2 separate regions of the Mus musculus genome follow, and region 1 is linked to region 2. Evidence: chromatin contacts called from public Hi-C data. All regions are on one chromosome and are shown on one strand. Each heading gives the region's core, a stretch centred on a gene start, on an enhancer-like site or on the middle of the called end of the contact. The rest is flanking DNA. Distances are from core to core; before and after follow the strand shown. Region 1 has its middle 18 kb from the start of Gm31408. Region 2 holds the start of Tmem45b (transmembrane protein 45b).

Region 1 (4,074 bases), core at 283-2,782, 78 kb before region 2:
AGCTTGCTTGCATTCCACGCTGCAGCCACAAGAGGGCGCTCTGTGACAGCTCTGCAGGCATAGCGGTTGCTGTAGAGGCCAGCCAGGTAAATCCGTGATGTCACGAACCCAATTTAAAAAAAAAAAAAAAAAAAAAAAGGTTAAGAGATATGCAAAGGTGCAGGAAAAACACGGTTTGGAGAGAAAAGCAATTATGAAAACTGACCGAGGAATGACACAGACTTTACAATTAGCAGGTTAGAATTAGGAGACAAAATCATCACAGCAGCCATGTGCTCTATATTCAAGAAGTCAGAGAAGAGACTACAGCTGAATAGGTGGAAGACAGTTTTCAAAAATAAATCAAGGGCTTAGGATGTAGGTCAGCTTTGTGCAGAAGGCTGCGAGTGGGTTTCAAGCACGAGAAACAGAAAAAGAGAAGTGGGGGAAAGAGGGGAGGGAAGAAAGGGGAGGGAGAAGGGCCAAAGGAGGAAAAAGGAAGAGAGGGGAGGAGGAGGGGGGGAGGAGGGCAAAGGAGGAAGAGGAAGGAGGAGGAAGGAAGAAAGAGAGGGGAGGGGCAAACGATCCTGTATGATCCACTGATGATCCACTCCTGTAGTCCTGGCTACCCAGGAGGCCAAAACAGGAATATCAGGAATTTATAGCCAGTCTATGCCATACACGATAACAAGATTCCGTCTTTGAATGAATGAATCCGTTGATTGACTAAATTGCACTTCTGAGACTAAATCCACAGTGTCAAAAAGAAAAACTACATGATAATCATGAAAATACAACAAATGAGATGGACAGGAACGAAATGATGAGCTTGGAAACAGAAGAACTCGAGGCACGCAGACTGAAGCACGGGAAATGCTGGGAACAAACAGAGTATTAGCACACAGTGAACAATGTAACATGTGGAGAACTGAAAACGCTTCCAAACGTTAAAAAAAAAAAGTGAAAGAGACCTCTAAACTGTCAGAGAGACCATGAAAATATTTAATGGATTTATTGGAGGGGGCAAAAGCCAAAATCCTCTACATAGCACCAACTTGTAAATCTTTGTGAGTTCCTTAGATGCTCTCAATCCAGACAGGCTGCTTCTAGGTTTTGCTATGTATCCCTTGGCTGGCCTTGAACTTGCAATCTTCCTTCCTTTTTCTCCAAAGAGCCTGGATTACAGGCATGTCCCATGAGACTCCACCAGTATTTTTTAATCATGTAAAATTAGTCCTGATGCAGAGGCATCCCTTCCAGAAACGTAAGGGTCGTTCCAGAATGGGAATTCTGGAATATAAATGTAAATTGTTACACCCACAAATTAAGAAAACTCATCTAGCTTTGTGATTGCAATCTTCTTCGTGTGTAATAGTCTTCCAGCAAAAACAACAAGGTAAGAAGAGAGACAACTGCTGAGAGATGCAAACGGTCAGCCAGACAGAATGCCACTTGCAGGCAGGATAGAACATCAGAGTCTGGAGTTACCTCTCCCACTTTCAAAACTAAAAGTAGAGCAAAGTGTGTGACGTGGCAGTGCAGAGCAGTGGTCACTGAGAGGAAGAAAACAGGTGGCCTGGGCAACCCCTGTGCCACCTCACTGCCTGGAGAACTTCCAGCCAAACATACTTCCTGGTTAAAGAGACAAAGGTCAGAGCTCCTGCTGCAAAGCATGGGAAGGAAGCCAAATATCCAAGGAGGGACGTCTCCTGGGACCCCAGAGAGGTCCCAGAGCTAAGCACTGTGATGTGCACAAAGAAGCCACGATGCTGGGGGGAATGGGAGAGGAATGAGCAAAGCTGTTTCAGGTCACATGGGAAACAGGATTCTCACAAGCTAGACTGGCCAGACCCTCTAGTATAATCATTGTCAACCCATGGGGTCATGACCCCCTTGTCAAACCTCCATCTCCAAAAATATTTACATTATGATTCATACCTGTAGCAAAATTACAGTTGTAAAGTACCAACCGAAATAATTCTATGGTTGGAGGCACACACAAAACGAGGAAGCACTTTAAAGGGCCGCGGCATTAGGAAGGTTGGGAACCACTGTGATGGTGTGTGTGTGAGGTGTTGGTGCAGTTCTCCAAGTGTGTGGCCTCCACATGGCTAAGTTAGCTCCTGAGGTTAAGTTGCCTTAGATCTGCCTTATTCAAGCATAAAAGCAAACCTCAAAAAAATCCCAGACTGCAACCATCCTGGTGGGAGAGGAACTGTGGAAGAACGTGATTTTCACAGGATGTTTGAAAAATCGTCGAGATGTAACAAAAGATATAGACAGTTCATAAAACTATCTTTTATGTGACGAAGAGAAGAGGTCTCTTCAGCTTTGATGGGTCTTTTCTTACCTCGTGGCTCTTAAGCCCCACAGACTTAGGAAAGCCTTCCCAGCTTGTCCTACAGAAAAAGGAGGAGGAGGAAGAGGAGGAAGAGGAGGAGGAGGAGAATTTTTTAATTGTTTATTTGCACATTTGTGTGCTTGTTTGTGTGGGTTTATGACTGCACAAGTTTGTGGAGCCATAAGAAGGCATCCCTTCCCCTGGAACTGGAGTTATAGACTGGTAACTGCCGGTGACTGGACCCTCACTCTCCCTAAGAACAATAAGCAGTCAACTGCTGAGCCATCTCTCCAACCCCAGAGATTTTCCTACTTCTACCTGTTTAACAATGACCGTTTTGTGTGGTATACTCAACCGCTGAATCATCTCTCCAGTCCCGAGAAAGACAGTTAAATGGTGGGCTGGGAAGATGGCTGGGTCAGTGATGCTTGCCATGCAAGCAAGAAGACATAAGTTTGACCCAGCTCCTGCGTAAGAATGCCAGGTGTGCCGACACACACTTGTAGAGGCAGCACTGGGAAGCTGGATCCAGACTGATGACTTGAGCTTGCTAACCAGCTTAGCCTGCTCCGCCCTGAGGTCCAACACCTAAGGTTGACCTCTGGTCTACACATGCACACACATACACTCTCACATGTATACATACATACATATATATTACATATATACACAAAAGAAAGACAGAAATGAAGGCAGGGAGGGAGGGTGACTAGGCTATGAGACAGTAGAATAGGTCATCGAGTAAAATGCTTGCCTAGAAAACATTAGAACCCGAGTTCATGCCCCAGAATTCAAATTTTAAAAAATATCAGATATGATGACACAAGCTTATAATACAGACTCTGGGAAGTAGAGAGAGGCAGATACCTATGACTCACTGGCCCTACCTACTAGGTGAGTTCTAGGCCAGAAAATGACCTTGTCTTGAAAGAAAGAAAGAAAGAAAGAAAGAAAGAGAGAGAGAGAGAGAGAGAGAGAGAGAGAGGAAGGAAGGAAGGAAGGAAGGAAGGAAGGAAGGAAGGAAGGAAGAAAGAAAGAAAGAAAGAAAGGAAGGAAGGAAGGAAGGAAGAAGAAAGAGAGAGAGAAAGAAGGAAAGAGAGAGAGAGAGAAAGAGAGAGAGAAAGAAAGAAAGAAAGAAAGAAAGAAAGAGAGAAAGAGAGAAAGAGAGAAAGAAAGAAAGAGAGAGAGAAAGAGAGAGAGAGAAAGAGAGAGAAAGAAAGAAAGAAAGAAAGAAAGAAAGAAAGAAAGAAAGAAAGAAAGAAAGAAAGAAAGAAAGAAAGGAAGGAAGGAAGGAAGGAAGGAAGGAAGGAAGGAAGGAGAGAGAGAGAGAGAGAGGCAGGGAGGGCGAGAGAGAAGTGGACAGTGCATGAGAAACACCTCCACATACATGCATACACAGATACAAGTATACCCACATACACATAAACATATACAAATACATACATAAAAATGCAAGAGTGAGTCGGACATGGTGACACATTCCTTTAATCCCAGCACTCAGGAGGCAGAGGCAGTTGGGTCTTTGTGAGTTCGAGGCCATCCTAGTCTACAGAGTGAACTCCAGGACAGCCAGGGCTACCACAGAAACCCTGTCTCTTAAAACAAACAAACAAAAAAACTCTAGTTTTTCAAATTCATTGAAAATTGTTAATCAGAATATATTAGACTGGGTTCTTGAGAAAAGCAAAATTAATGTTTTATATTACTAATGTACATATAGCATAAATACATTTATAATATATACATTGTATGTG
Region 2 (3,917 bases), core at 1,199-3,698:
TAATCCTGACTGAAAGCAAGCAATTATTTTTGCCTTCCTTCTCCCTATTATCTTCTCATGTTTCTCCTTTTCCCCTCCTTTAGATCCCCTACCATCTTTCACATAGTCTCCTTTCACATTTTTTGTATATTTATTTAGATTCTACATCTGAGGACGCACATCATTTGTCCTTCTGAGACTAAAAAGACCACCCTCCTTTGTTAAAGTCCACACAAGGACATATCAGATACCACTCTGTTTTATTTCTTTGTGTTATTTGGAGCGTTTTAAATTATTGCTTATTTTTATTTTACACGTATGGGTGTTTTGCCCGCATATATGTCCCTGTACAAATTGTGCGGTGCCTGAAGAGAAAATTAGATCCTAAGAGACTGGAGTTATAAATCATTGTGAGATGCCATGTGGGTGTTGAGAACTGAACCCAGGTCTTTGGGAAGAGTAGCCAGTGCTCCTAACTGCTGTGCCACCCCTTCATCCCTACTTTTGTGTTTTGAGAGTCCGTGAAGCCCAGATTGCCCTTGAACTTGAAATCCCTTTGCCTCTAGCTCCTGAATGGTAAGATTATACAAATATGTGTCACCACTTGGGAGTTCTCTCTTTATCAGAAAACAATTTGATAATAATTCATATTATTGTATTATTTCAAAGTTGATTTCCTGATACTTGTCACTACTTCATTGAAACTGTTTGATTTTTATTAAAACTGTTGATCAATGAAGTTAACGACCGTCAAAGGTATACTTTAAAAACTGGTGTGTCTTAATATTTGGATGCTAAATTTGAGCCAGAGGTCCTAAGTATCTCAGGGCTGGGGAGGTAGCTCCATTGGTAAAGTGCTTGTGGGGCAAGAATGAGGGCTTAGGTTCTGATCCCCAGAATTCATATAAAATGCTAGGCGGGAAGCGGGCTGCACATCCCCGTATTCTCACTGCAGACAAGAGAGGATCCCTAAAGTTTGCTTGGCCCATAATCTAACTGAACAGGTGAGCAAGCTCCATAGTCAGTGAGTGACTTCATCTCAAAAATTAGGTGGAAGGTGAGAGAACACACCCAACATGGACCTAGCCTCCGCATGTACATACACACACACACACACACACACACACACACACACACACACACACACACAATCTCTGGGCTGAGGATGCAGTTCAATTGGTATTCTTCTAGCTTGTACCAAACCCTGTGTTCAACCACTAGAACTATATAAACCAGACACAGAGGGGTGCACACCTGCAATCCCAGTGCTTGTGAGGTACAAGCAGGAGGACCAGAAACCTAAAGTCATCTGTGGCTCTATGGTAAGGTAGAGGCACACCTGGGCTACATAAGACCCTGCCTCACAAAACATAAATGAAACTGTCAAAGCATCTTTACCAACCAGTAGCTCTATCAATAAAACTGCACACGGCTGTCTCGAGATCTTAGCCTATAAGGAAAGTAAAACAGTCCTGAGCAGAAAGCGTCAGAAGGAACTGGTGACCAAGTGCAGCCTCTCCCTGGCTGATGACTGTGTAGGGCTACTCCCTTTCCTCTGTTTCAAAATCTGCAGGTGTGGACACACTCCAGGACGGGACCTGATCCTTTGCTCTGAGGGCTAGTCCCCAAGCTGAGAATACAGATTTTTATATCGTTTTTGAAAACACAGCAGCTTTTCAGAGGTTCCTCTGCTAGTATCTCTCCCTGAGTTCTTTCTCTGAGTGTGCAGAGAGCTTTAGTGCTGGCATTCTCTTCATGTCTTTAGGAAGTACAAGGGGCAGCAACGGTGCAAAATAAGGTCAGTCTCTTAGCTACAAGTGCTACAGAGAGCAGCCACTATTGCAGCATCTTAAACACCACCCGGGAACTCCTCTCATGCCAATCCAGAACTGTGCCCACCTGACAGATTTTTGTCAAACGTGCACAAAGAAGATTGATTGGATGGATGGATGGATGGATGGATGGATGGATGGATGGATGTAGAAAAGAATAGAATGGAAAAGAAGAAGCCCACGTATCATCCACCGGAGCCTTCCTTGGCGGTGAGTGGTCAGTGACTATTTGTCCTGCGTGTTAGCTGTGGTTTTCCTGGCTGGAGAAATTCAGAGCTAGTCCCACTCAGAGCATTCCCTTCCTCCCAGGCCAGAAATCGCTTTGCATAACAGGAAGTCTCCATAAGTAGTGCACCTGGATGATCCAGGAACCTGGCTGGGCTTTCGGGAACACACTTTTAAAGGAGTGCCTGTGGTCCCCGAAAGCCTCTCTGAAGCAGGGGACTCTCTGAAGCAGGGGACTCTCTGAAGCAGGGGACTCTCAGAAACAGGGGACACTCGGAAGCAGGGAAAAGGTGCTTGGAAGAAAAGTACTGTGCTGAGCCACCTGAGGTCGTGCTAGCAGCAGGGTTAGGGCCATCTGAGGTTGCCAGCTCCTGCAGCGGGCGGGGCCGGGCGGGGCAGGGTGCAGACGCTTGCACCTCCTGGGCACCCGCGGTCACACGTGTGACCGAAGCTGGCAAGTGGACACCTCTGAGGCTCGGAAGAGGTAGGATTCCCGCTGGGTCAGGGGCTCAGGGCCGGGAGAAAGGGAGGCACCACCTGGGAAGGGAGGTGAGGATCCGGAGTCGGATCCTCAGGAAGGAGACAGAGAAGCGCTCACTCAGATGGAGGGAGGGTGCTGGAGTGCAGAGGGAGTCTAGTACCTAGGAAGCCGTTGGTTAGCCCCTTCGGGGCTAGGAGTAGTCCTCCTCACCAGCTCCCCCCGGGAGTTGCTCCTCTGTACTGTCCCCGGGGTCCTGGAACGATTCGGGTCCACAGCGTTACTGCGACTAGGTGACTAGGTGCGAAGCCTGGCATTCATTCTCAGGGAAGCAGGCGCTCCACCTTAGGTGGTGTGCCTATTAAGGAGACCTCGAGTTGTTTTCAGGGTGCCAGAATGACTCGCGCTCACTTGCACCCCATCTGTCGCTAAGACTCCATAAATACAGGAACCAGATACATTCCTCAGGCCGGGAAGTCTGATAATGAGAGACGGTTGATAACAGCTCCTCCAGGCCATCGTTTGGCCTCCGCTTCTAAAAGCCAAGAGTAAAGCCTTGGCCTTAGCAAGGAGAGCCTGAAAGTGGGGGCACCTGCCTGAATCCAGAGGGACTGAGTGGAGACAAGGCCCACCGTAATGGGAAAAAAAAAGATCTGTACTTCAGCAGGGAAAGGTGGGGCCTCATAAAATGGAACTTTAAAAGCGTAAGAGCAGTTGCCTCGCCTAAGGTCTCAGCAACGGCTGCTGCTTGCTGCTTCGTTCCATCTTTCCTGCCCCCCACACACTGCTCCCCCTGTCGCCCTTCCCTGGGTTCTATTTGACTTTGGGATTAGCATAGTTATCAAAGCTGGGAAGGCAGATGCATTTTATCTAACTACACACCTATCTAAATAGCTACTATGGTTTATTGTTCACAAGCAACCTACGCTTTCGGTTTTTTTGTCAATATGAGCTTTCTACGCAGTAGAGACTGGATTTTGAACGCCAAAGAGGCAGCTCTTTATGACAGTTTGTTGGCTTAGTAATAATGTGGTCACCTGCTGTTCTATAGTCTCCGGAAAAGACAAGAGACGGATAGTACCGCTGCACTGAATAGGAACCACTGTTTTAACAAAGGATGAGCATCGAGCAAGGTTTTATCTGGTTGCACAGTACCTGTAATAGTATTACAGAAACCAAACGTTCTTCCCTCTTACCAAAGAGCTTCAGTTTGCTCTTGTTTAGGAAGGTGGAAACAGGTACCATGGCGGCACTTTCCTTTGTATTCTGTGGTCCTTTCCCCTGCCTTCCTGGTGGATGCTGCCTCTGATGGCCAAGCTGAAGCTGTTGAATCTCACGGGATGCATCAGTCACTGTATCTGGTGTCTTCCCTGAAATGTTTTTGGCTAAAGCTATGACTTAAT

Evidence for each region. A called contact is a pair of places that touch in the nucleus more often than the background predicts.
Region 1: a Hi-C map of colon epithelium shows a contact between it and region 2, with 9 times the contacts expected there. The contact joins the enhancer-like site here to the promoter of Tmem45b in region 2. A contact is called at or near these places in 2 of 39 promoter capture datasets (embryonic stem cells and liver), 19 of 484 Hi-C or Micro-C datasets (8-cell embryo, Sertoli cells, adipose-derived mesenchymal stem cells and 12 more), 3 of 115 datasets of contacts at active chromatin or transcription factors (embryonic stem cells, intestinal crypt epithelium and intestinal villus epithelium) and 1 of 9 other capture datasets (liver).

Annotation. Positions count from the first base shown.
Region 1 is chr9:31,539,494-31,543,567 of GRCm38.p6, reverse strand. No RefSeq gene overlaps it. Among named protein-coding and RNA genes, the nearest start is that of Gm31408, 18 kb to the left of the region's middle. Within about 2 kb of position 1,532, at least 11 of the 459 cell types and tissues checked have an H3K27ac peak or open chromatin away from gene starts, as enhancers often do. A contact at or near this core is called in colon epithelium, intestinal crypt epithelium and uterus, where this site is marked.
Region 2 is chr9:31,462,769-31,466,685 of GRCm38.p6, reverse strand. Tmem45b (transmembrane protein 45b) reads left to right here and starts at 2,448. Exons shown (of 6, transcript NM_144936.1): 1 at 2,448-2,520.